Linked DNA regions of Hordeum vulgare: region 1 is linked to region 2. Evidence: chromatin contacts called from public Hi-C data. All regions are on one chromosome and are shown on one strand. The core of a region is the stretch at or near the end of the contact, and the rest is flanking DNA. Distances in the headings are between cores, read along the strand shown.

Region 1 (5,691 bases), core at 2,072-4,571, 68 kb after region 2:
TTGATAATTTCTTCTGTAGAGAACCTCCTGCACATATTCAACGAGTTCATATAGCTTTGGATATAATCGGCCGTTGTAAAAATATTCAACAAACTTTCCCATGCGCTAAATCTGATTGCAAGGGCCATATTCTCCAAAGCAACATAATTGTGCAGTCACGCATGCTGTCATCACAATTTGCAAGGATGTTGAGGAGCCAATCCTTTCCGGTATACTGAAGCAACTCTTGGTTCGGTAATCTCCACATAGTATGCATCTATGTCCAAACCCCTCTTGCATGCTCCTAGGATACCAAGGCATGGAAACTAGTTTCCTTCTCCCTCCGGCACAATGGACAACCATCTCGGGTAGAGATATGCCTATATTTTTTGCATGCATTTGTTGCAAGGGCTCCAAAGACACCTTTCTCGTCCATTATCCTCACTTTAAGAGGAACTTGTGCACTCCAAATCCGCTGCCAAATAATGTGGCCACCTAATGTGTCATACTTGGTCTGGTCTCAAGGGAGAGTACTCTCTCCTCTTCGATTTATATGGCTCAACTCAAAAATCTCATGAACCATAGTAGATGATGACTGGTGAAATAATTTTAATACTTTACAAAAATATTCAATTAATGTGTTCTTTTTTCACAAACAATTGTGGTTTACCAATGCATTAATTGCTATACATGCATGCATGACCAATAAATAGCTAGTAAAACTCCTGCATGCATTTGTGAGTTTTCTATTAATCCTCGCATGCAGAGATTTAATGCACCTTGATATCTGAGCATGTGATGAAAAGCAATAGAAATGAGACTTATAAAACAAAAAAACAAAAGTTTTAAGATAAGTCTTATACTCCCTCCATCACAGTTTATAAAGCATGTACGTATATCTAGGTTGTCAATTTGACCAACTTAATGAGAGACATATATTACAAAAAATATATCATTAAAAACTTTAGATATTCTATTTTGTAATGATATAATTTTTATGTTAAACAATATATTTTATATAAGTTAAATTGACGACCTAGATACACGTGCACGCCTTATAAACTGTGACGGAGGGAGTAAACCGAATAGGAGGTTTTAAGATAAGCCCTATAAGATGAGCCATATAAAACGGAAAAACGGAAGTTCTTTAAATACGAAAAATGTTCTGAATTTTCAAATATTGTTCTTTAAATACGAAAAATGTCTTTTCTTTTTAAAAATGTGTTCTCAGTTTCAATTAGTTGCTGTTTTTCAAAACATTCAAAACTTCAAAAACTGTTCGTGATTTTCAAATAATGTTCTGGATTTTCGAAAATTGTTCTTCAAATTGGAAAAATGTTTTTGCTGTTTTAGAAAAATGTTCTAAATTTCGAATAGTTGCCATTTTTAAAAACATTCATAACTTCAAAAAGTGTTTGGGATTTTCCAAAAATATTTGGTGTTTGGAAAAAATGATCGGTATTTTCAAAAAATGTTCTGTAATTTATAAAAAAAAACTCGAAATAGCAATATTGTTTTTCCAGTTTTTAACTAGGTTTGTGTTCAAAATTGTTCTTGCCTTTAAAAAAGGTTCCAAATTTCAAAAAATTGCCATTTTTCCAACATTATTCATAAATTCAAAATATATTCTGGATTTTCAAAGAAAATTCTTCAAATTTGGAATTTTTTTGCTTCCAATTCGAAAAGAAAAGTAAAAAAGAAAGAAAATGTGAACCAAAAAAGAAAAAAGAAAGGAAATAAGCAGAAAAAGGAAAAAAGAACAGAAAAAATGAAAAAAGAATAATTTCAGATTTTCTTAAGACAAAAAACAATCTGGGTCGGACGAGTGGGACGACCCCTATGCGCCCGCTCGGCAGTCGGCCACAACGAGCGGTCCATAAGAGGTCCCCCTCAAACCCTCGTCAAACGGTCGGGCAGGCCGCCCGGTTACTGGTGAGTCACAAAAATTCAACGCAGACGGGCCTCTTAAACCGGTCTTAAATGTCCGGACTAACCGGCATCCCCCATTTCTAGCCCAAATATAGGGCAGATACGGAGGAGCCCGGGCGCGCCCGAGCACGCCTGCGTGGCCCGCACTAGCACACATCTACCCCACGTATATTGGTCTCCATCCGCTCGTCGGATCAAACCCTAGACACTTCACTCCACTCCCCTCCACTCCCATCCGTCAGCCAAGCTCACCTCCGGCATGGCGGGCAGCTGATCCGAGTCCTTCACCTCCAGATCCGTCAACCACAAGCTCGTCCCATGCGGCCTCGAGGAGGAGATGGTCGTCCGGCTTGCGCTCCGCCGCTCCCGGGAGACGGTCGCACCACGGCAACCCTCGGACTCGCAACGCCGGGAACCTATTGCTTCCGCACAACCGTTGCTTGGATCCGGCGTTGCTGCCTCATTGGAGGTGGTGCGATCTGTCTGGCATTCGAACGTCGTGGCGGAAGCACGACTCCTCTGTTGGCACGCTGAGCACGAAGCATGGCCGACGTCGAACGATGTCTTGGCGCGACGTGCTTGTCGGGCGAGGCAGCGGGCATGGGATGCGGCGGAGGCCCTCGCGGCGGAGGATGTTGGAGAGGCGAAGTCACACTCTCCAGCATCCTTATGTTGCATGGATGCGGGCACCGCAACCACGTTGTGGTGGACGTCGGCTCCTCCCAGGAAGGATCTGTCATCGACCTCATGTCGACTAGCATCGTCCGGGTTCCGGGCTCCAACGAGGAAGAGTAGGGCATGGGAGACGACGACAGCTCGACTCTCGTGAGCCGGCTAGTGTCCCATGTCCCGCTCTACCTCGTCGGTCGGCAACCGGACCGACACTATGAGGGACGCAGCCAGCCATCCGACATGAACACGTCGGAGCCGGTCGAGCTCCGCTTAATATTAGGTTTACATTGCATGTAATAGTATGGATTTAAGATTTTTAATTTGAGATATTCGAATGCTAAATGCATTATTTGAGGCGTAACCGATAAATGTCCGCATCCAACACATCCGTGGACGTTTGAAGGGCCGGATTTAAGGGATCCGGTTGTAGATGCTGTCACTCACGCGCCCAGCCGCGAGCCAGACCTGAATTCCCGTAAAAATATTTCGAAAATGTGTAGATGTGTTTTACACCGCTACATAGTCAATGTCCCATATATTCGCTCGGTCGGCGTTCTGTCTTTTTCTTCTTCTTATTCTTATCGCCAAGCCGGTACGCACACCTTCGCTAATGCTTTTACTTCCCCATCGCTTTCGTGATCTTCTACGTCTAGATTTTCCATGGGTTGGCCTACGTGTTGCCAGATAGGCTTGGCTAGCTTATCGATGACGCCTGCGGGCATGACGAGGCGGCGAGCCTGGAATCTGCTTCTCCGAGAAAATTATTATCTCTGATCATCTGATCAAATTAAGAGGCTACACTTGTCACGGCGTATCTTCGGTCAGATCCTCGCGACGAATTGCTCTGTCATGGTCGATGTTACACACGCGATATAGAATTATGTTATTATTACGCTATTCAGTCAGCAGTAGACTATATACTGGACTATTGGTCCTTATCGGAAAAAATGACAGACAATTCGAATGAAGGCGAGATGGACATTAATTATGAGATTGATCGATTCATTCACAGCGACCCAGCACCAAACAAACTGGGCATACTAAAATGCGGTGTGCTATTTTAATTTATTTTACATGAAGATTATTCGGTAGAGTTATATGACAAGGATCAACGGCGTCGAGCCGTCGACGGAAGAGGAGCCTGCTGCTGCTGCTGCTGCTTATTAGAGCTGCCGGTAATGTGATTCCATCAGTTTTGTAAGAAGGAATCAGCTGGTTCAGAGCACGACGCGGCCATCCCTCCTACAGCGGGTACTATATAAAGCGATGAGAGTACTGGTGCTACTGTTTATACGTATGAAAAGGACAGAAATGGATACATCGACAAAATTTACGTTGTTGAATCCGGAATGATTTAGCGTGGAGAAAAGGTATGACCTTTTGTAGCTATATATAAACTAGAGTAGCCATACCAAAGCAATTCCATGACCAGTCTTTGCTAATTGGTACTATTTGCTAGTATGTATATATATGCTCCCTCAAACACCACCAACATCTTGAGTTGCTTCTCAAAATGGAAAAGTCTGACTCGGAAGAGCACAATCTGAGCTCCACTGTTAAGTATATTGATTAGTTAGAGCATCTTCAATAGGTGTTCTATATATATAAATAACTAACTTATACAACATTTAGGTCCACAAAAATGCTCCAACAGGTGTTGTATATATAAAAAAAAATACAACACCAGCTTCATGTGTTGTAAAAATTTGACATTGGTGTTACAACTATACAACACAAAGGCTAGGTGTTGTAAAACGGCCAGCCGCGCGCCAATCCCCAACCACTCTTTCGTTTCGTTCCCCGCGCCCGCCAGCCGTTGCCCGAACTCACCGCCGGCCAGATCCGCCGCCTCACGACCACGCCGACCACCACCGAGCCCGCCATGACTTTGCCGACCCGTTCCCGGCCGCCTTTCTTGTCGGCGCGCCGCCGCGAGCAGCCCGATTTGGTTTCGGCCGCCGGCCAAATTCACGGCGGTCAGAGCTTCTCGAGCGGATGCAGCTAGCCGAGGCGATGGGGTAGGCTTCTATCGTGGTCGTGTAGTCGTCGCTACCCAACGGCTCGCGGCGCAGGTGCCGCCGCCGCCCTCCACCCGACGGCTCCCCCTCCTTGGTGAAGTGGCCGCCCCCGCCTGCTCCGCTCTGCTCCGTCGCTGGCTGCTCCGCTCCATCGCCACCTGACTGCTCCCGGCTGCTGACCGCTCCGCCGCCCGGCTGCTCACCCGCCGTTCGACAAAATTCCCGAAGGTAAAAATAGATGAACTCGAGCTTTTTTGTTGGATGCAAAGTAGTTTACCGTTGATTTTTCCACATTGTAGATGAGCTTGTGTGGCTCCTCTTACGTGGACAATTGCTCATCATCATCGGATGATGAATTTGATTTGAACGAAGAAGAAGACATTGCAATGCTTGTGGCAATGCACAAGGGGAAGAAGCGAATGCATGGTGGTTCCGTCTATGGCCGTGCTTTCATTCGGAGAGAACGGGTGGAAGCGCACAAAAGGTTGATGCGCAACTACTTTGGTCCACAACCCGTTTTTCCGGATAAATATTTTCGACGCCGGTTCAGAATGTCCAAAGACTTGTTCATTCATATTTGCTATTCTGTGAAGCAACATGATCGAAGCTTCGAGCAGAGGAGGAATTGTGCAGGGTTGCTTGGACATAGCATCGAACAGAAGGTCACTACCGCATTGCGCATGATGGCCTACGGTGTTTCTGCGGACTACATTGATGACAACTTGGTAATGGCAGAGAGCACTTCTATCTTTTATGTCAAACAATTTGCCAAGGCTATTGTGGAAGTGTTTGGTGCACAATAGTTGAGAGCTCCCAATGCTCAGGACACACACAGGCTGTTAGAGATGAACAGAGCTCGTGGATTTCCACGTATGCTAGGTTCTATCGATTGCATGCACTCGAAGTGGAAAAATTGCCCAAGAGCATGGCATGGACAGTTCAAGGGTCGTGGGAAGGATGTCACAATCATTCTTGAGGCTGTTGCCGATCATGAAACATAGATTTGGCGTGCATACTTTGGCATGCCTGGATCTTGCAATGACATCAATGTGCTCAACCGGTCACCTCTTTTTGCCAAGTTAGCAAATGGAGA
Region 2 (6,131 bases), core at 2,878-5,377:
GAATAAAAGAGGAATCTTCTGAAGCGTCGGTCTCAGACTGTCAGACCGCCCCCTTCGGCGGTGCCACTGAACCAATGAACACGAGGTCTGGATACGGCGGGGGAGCCGGAACTACGGGCACCGCATTGGTCGGACGTGACGGCCTGGTCCACAGCGAAGACGACGCCTGCAAAGAACACATCAGATCCACCCTAGAGTTTGCCAAGCTGGCGACCCACCGCTCATGGGTGCGTTTCTGGCCGACGCTAATGGGATCAGCGGACGACACAACGACGGGCAACTCATTGGAGGAAAGAAGAGCAACAGACGATGAGGAGAGTGAAAGGGAGTGGTGTGAATGGAAGAGTGAACGGTGACACAAGAGGGAGAACGAGTTCCATCCGTCTCCTGCGCTCCCCGTGGCGTGCAACCAAGAACCACGCATGGTCGCGTTCTGCGTGGCTACAAAAAAGCTGCCGATTCCGCCGTAGCTTGCGGGTCAGGCCCGAAATTGCTTTAAGTTTCGTACGGATCGAACATGGATGTAGTCCACACAACCAAACAATGCGTTTTTCCTCCCACGAGGTTTGATTGACCAAATACGAGCAACCAAACACATTATTAGAGTCGACACGCATGCTTGCGTACTGATCTTTTCCTCCTCCGTTTCTGGAAGAAAGAACAGTGAACAGACACTCATACTCCCTCCTCCTTTTCCCTGACGTGACAACGCGGACGCGCGCACAATCAACCGCCGAGCTCACTCTCTCCGAAACCATTCCCACACGCGAAAGATGCAGTGCCGGCATCGTGTAGTACCAACTGACGAACACGCTCCCTCCCCCTCTCAAACACTGTACTACTCCAGTACTGTACTCCAGCAGATTGATTACGAGTTAGTAATTAATCGGACGAAAGCGGCCGGAGCAGGGAACGGATAAGGCCTCCAGCGCAAACGTACACCCGTTTCCTCTTCCTCTGCTAATCGTAATCGTTATCACCATCCCCGGGCGGCTATCATCATCCCCAAAGCTTATCCCTTCCATACCACTTTTGACATCCTTGTCCGTTGTCCCCCCTCCCCTATCCTATCTCTCCGCACGTCACGTCGCTGCCGCTATTAATTTGGCCTTGTCGCCTTGACCTTTTTAACACACGTTTAATCCTTGTTCCGGGGGGTTGAAGAGGTTTGAAGAAGATTGAGGAGGAATTTGACTTACAGGACCTAATGTTGTAGCAAATTCACCCTAGCTATGTGATGGATGGTGATTGTTTTCTGCTTGGTGTGGGCTGGATGGTGAAGGCTACAAGGATTTTCAAAAGATATATTTAGAGTCCTGTAACGTTTAGAATTTTTGGTATATACAAACCAGCTGCTTGATTCTTAATAGGATCAACGGATTTTCTTTTGCGTGTAACATAGGATGGAATTCTTCATAAAATTTGCATACTGATTTCTTCATACTATATTTGATCACTCAAACCACCTGAAAACAATCCATCGAAGAGACCCTAAAACGAGTCCAGGAACCCTTCGCCGATATTGTATCATTTTTGGCTAAAGTACATCTATATGTATCATAAGTATTCGCATAACTAAGTCTTACACCAAGATTCGTGTCAGTATTTATCTTTTTAGTTTTTTTTTCCTTAGGCACACCCATATTGTATTTTAAGAAAAAGAAGTACTACCAATAGCACCACTTTACCAACCATAATACACACATAGGTAGAAAAATAATAATGGTGCTTGCCAAGTCTTTTTTTTTTTTTTGCGAAATGGTGCTTGCCAAGTGTTAGTAGGAGTACTCTCAATTATGAACTGTATTATAGCAACACATAATTTGCAATGCACTCAAGAGCAACATCCTAGAGATAGATTTAGAACTCCTGTCAATGATATGGATGTATACCTTGGCGCTATATATACTAGCATTGAAAAGGTTAATCAGGCTAGCTTGTCTCAATTGAGATATTTGTATATTTCAACTGGCATATATAGCTTGTTTTGTAGGCTAGGATCGACGACACATGCACCATGTTTGGTGCTCTCTCTCCCTCTTTTTGCATGTCAAATGCAACTACTAGCATCTAGTAAAAGAATTAAGAAAAACCTAAGCTCTAGGCGGCCATTGTTGTTGATGTGAGCCGAGATGAGCGAGATCCCGGACTATTACAAAGTGGGATCCATCCATCCATCCATCCATCCATCTTGTCTCTCTCCTCCCTAGTAGAGTAGTTTCCATTACTAATTCCCTTTGCAACTTGCATGCATAAATATGCATGTGTTTTTCTCTTTTCGATCGGTCGATCAATCTGATCTCATCGGTGCACGTAGGTACGTACGTACGTACGCGTTCCGGGATCGGTTGATGATCAGCCGCCGCCGCCGTTGATGACGCCGTCGTTGCCGATGTTGAAGGACGGCTCGGGCGGCTGGAAGGGCGGCAGCGCGGTGAGCGAGGTGGAGGAGACCCGCCGGATGGAGCAGCAGCGCAGGATCCGGCGGCGCTTGTTGAAGGGGTTCTCCGGCTTGGCCAGCACGTCCTTGCTGCTGGTGGTGCCGGCGACCGCCACGTCCTGCAGGTTCGCGAACGACCGCGACTTGCCGGAGAAGAAGCTCGACAGGCCCCGCCTGCCAAATCAGGACGGCTCCGCGGATCAATCCACCGGCCGAACCGAGAAGACAATCCGCCCTTCTTGCGATTATTGCAAGAAATGGTGGATGATTAAGGGAAGTGAAGTTGGTTGATTACTTGACGGGGAGGGCGTCGTCGAGGGCGTCGAGGCTCGCGAGCCCGCCGGCGCTCTTCTTCGTCCTCCGCTGCCACGGCGGCGTCTCCCTGGCGCTCTCCGCCTCCTCCCCTTCCTCCTCGTCCCCCTCGGAGACGGGGCCAATGGAGGAGCGCTCGTTTTCGGCCTCCCTTTCCTCCTCTTCCTCCACCGTCTCCAGCACGAACAGCCCGTGGCCCTCACCGACACCGCCAAGCCGCCTCCCCTGCTGCACCTCCTCCTCGTCCTCGTCCTCCTCATGGTAGTGCACGACGTCCTTCCTCTTCCTCGCGCCGCCACCGCACATCCCGTACGGCACCGCCGGGGAAGGAGCCACTGGCGAGGGCCTCACGGCGGCCGCCGCAGCCACAAGGGACATCGCGTCCGGCCGTGAAGGGTGATGCAGCTGCTCTCATCAATGGCGCCCGCAGGCCTCGGCGCGCGGCTCAGACGCCCATGGCCTCGGCCACCATTGGAGCTGCTATTATTGCTCTCGTCGCGATGGTTGGGAGGACAGAAGGAGAGGATGGGTAGCGGCGCGGGGGCGTATATAGGGCCGGGGGAGGAGAGGAGAGGAGACGGGTGGTCAGGGACGCGTGGAGGGGGGGACGTGTCGGAAGCGGCGAGGGTGACGGGCGCGCCGGACAGCGGAGGCTGCATGCACGCCAACACGTTTTAGCTTACCCTTTGGCGTGCACTGTGCCCATGCCCCCATCCCCATATATGGCTGCCGCGGCTTTTGTTTTGGCCTAATCAAAGCTTATCGGCAACCATGGATGGGTCTTTCTCTTCTTGTATTTTCCCGCTCATCTTCGTCAACTTTTCCGGGAAATTCTCTGTCAATTTCAACAATATTAGCCGGCATCGAGCAGGGAAGTTCCTACTGAATGATTAAAAGCACATTTTTTCCAAAGAAAATATGCCTCAAATTAAGGGCAGTCCCAATGCCACTCACCGTAGCAAGTTCACGTGGGCCACTATCGTTATGTTTGCATTCGGGCCTGAAGACAAATCCTTATGCTTTAGGCCTCACCCATTTGTTTTCGTGCTTATGTAATGGTTATTTGTCACTAGTAAAAAACGGATCTTATGTTTGAATCATTAGTTTTGATTTGATTTCGGTCCGGGATTAATGTAATTATTAGTTTCGATTTCAACGGCTAGAAACGATCGGGGCACGGACATTTTTAGTCCCGGTTCATTTTGTACCTATAGCCCTGGTTTGTGATACAAATCGGGACTAAAGGTATGGTGGCAGGCGGGGTCTCCGGAGATCATTTAGTCCCTACTTGTATAACAAATCGGTTTCCGTCCCCGTCGTAACCACCATCGATCACCCGCACCGTCCCGTCGCTGCCATTACCTTGGTGATCCTCTTGTTCTTATCATTTTTATTAAAAATTTTATTTGTATGATTTAGATAGTTTTCTTACTTGTATGATTGTTTGTTATACATAGTGTCATGGTCTTGATATCCGTCTCCGTCGGCCCTTGTCCGACTTATGATTTGGATGCCGTATATTCTCTTTTATAACTATTTGTTGCATTTGGCGTTTATGACAATTATGCTCATCAAGTTGATATAGATATTTTTATCTAGGAGGTATGTGAACCGAATGGCAACCGACCCTCTTGTCGAGAAGTTAAATTTAGTTGAAAAAGAAAACGAGTATCTGAAAGAAAAATTGAAAAGAATTGAAGAAGAGAAGATGAAACTGGAGTTGTATGTCGTCGATGGTCACAAGATCAAGATGAATGCAATGCGCTTGAAGGTTAGAAAGATTAGAAAATATGTCATTAATAAAGAAGCTTGGTATCACTATGTTGTTGGATCAATTGTTACCTTAGTTGTGATCTTGATCGCATTTGTTGTTGCATTTAAATGCTTTAGCTAGGTACTCTGGTATGTTGTTTTATGAGAATAAGTGTGTATGAAATTTATGTATGAACTTGTATTAATTTGGTCTTTTCGGTCTTGTGTAATGAAGATGAACCGGCAATGGATGTATGATGACCGGTGCTCTCCCTAGTTCATTAATGGCTGTGCGGCCGAGGCAAACTAGCGAGATGGTTTTATGTGTTGTCCATGTGCTATGTGTAAGAATGATAGAACTTACTCTAAGTGAAGAGTCATTCACGTCCACCTGTTTACGTTCGGTTTCATTTTCGGCTATAATTGTAGGACCAAGCACGGAGAAAGTGGGGTTCTAATGGAAGAGAATGAAGAAGAAGAAGAGGATGATGCCAACTATCATGTGTTCTCTGAATACGATGGTACTACAATGGGGGAAGAAGCTAAAGAAGAGGCACCAGATGAGCCCGTTGATGATCTTGGTCGGGCCATTGCTAATGCAAAGAAAAACTGCGCAAGTGAAAAGAAGAAGTTGAAGTTGCAGCGCATGTTAGAGGATCACAAGAAATTGTTGTACCCAAATTGCAAAGATGGCAAGAAGAAGCTGGGTACCACACTAGAATTGTTGCAATGGAAGGCAGAGAATGGTGTATCTCACAAGGGGTTTGAAAAGTTGCTGAAAATGATAAAGAAGATGCTTCCAAAGGACAACGAATTGTCCGACAGTACGTACGAAGCCAAGAAGGCTATCTGTCCTATAGGATTAGAGGTGCAGAAGATACATGCATGCCCTAATGACTGCATCCTCTACCACGGTGAGGAGTACAAGAATTTGAATGCATATCCGACAGACGGTGTGTTGCATTCACTTTATGTGTGTGTGTGAATTCACTGTATAGGACAAAATGATATAGCAATTTTTTTCATTGCTTATTTGTGATTGCTGCCGAGCGATTTGCTGCTTGGAGTAACCATGACAGTGTGTTTTTTGCCTATGAGAGAAACAAGTTCAGATGGCATGATGCCGATCTGACTCCTTGTGAAAGTCGGTGACAAGTCCCCGACGATCGCCCGCGAGGAGTCCCCGACGATTGCCGGTGGAGTCCCCGACGATCTCCGGTGAGGAGTCCCCGATGATCGCCGAAGGAGTCCCCGACAATCGCCGGTGAGGAGTCCTCAACGATCGCCGAAGGAGTCCTCGATGATCGTCGGTGAGGATTCCCTGACGATCACCGGAGATCGAGGAGTCCCCGACGATCGCCAGAGAATGATGATAATAATATATTTGATCATATTGTTGCATTGCCATGTATTGATTGCATATCTTCGATTTTGCTTATTGAATGTATTCTAATTGTTTTATATTTGTTCTAGATTAGTTAAGCTATGGACGGTAGAGACAGAGACCATGATCAAGAGTATGTCTTGTTCGACATGATACGCTCCAGAAACGAAGAGAATGAAGAATAGATGATGGCTCACAATATCTTAACCCCTCCGGTGAGGTAATTGAGGAAGAACAATCAAG

What was found. A called contact is a pair of places that touch in the nucleus more often than the background predicts.
Region 1: a Hi-C map of leaf shows a contact between it and region 2, with 2.1 times the contacts expected there. The contact joins the enhancer-like site here to the promoter of LOC123412220 in region 2. A contact is called at or near these places in 2 of 6 Hi-C or Micro-C datasets (leaf and seedling).

The regions. Positions count from the first base shown.
Region 1 is chr7H:570,030,435-570,036,125 of MorexV3_pseudomolecules_assembly, forward strand. No RefSeq gene overlaps it. Among protein-coding and RNA genes, the nearest start is that of LOC123412221, 67 kb to the left of the region's middle. Within about 2 kb of position 3,322, at least 1 of the 3 cell types and tissues checked has open chromatin away from gene starts, as enhancers often do. A contact at or near this core is called in leaf, where this site is marked.
Region 2 is chr7H:569,961,767-569,967,897 of MorexV3_pseudomolecules_assembly, forward strand. LOC123412220 reads right to left here and starts at 4,128. Exons shown (of 2, transcript XM_045105162.1): 1 at 2,736-4,128; 2 at 1,915-2,614. The coding sequence starts at 3,130. The coding sequence ends at 2,356. LOC123412221 (a long non-coding RNA gene) reads left to right here and starts at 4,481. Exons shown (of 3, transcript XR_006613450.1): 1 at 4,481-4,523; 2 at 4,740-4,848; 3 at 4,934-5,089.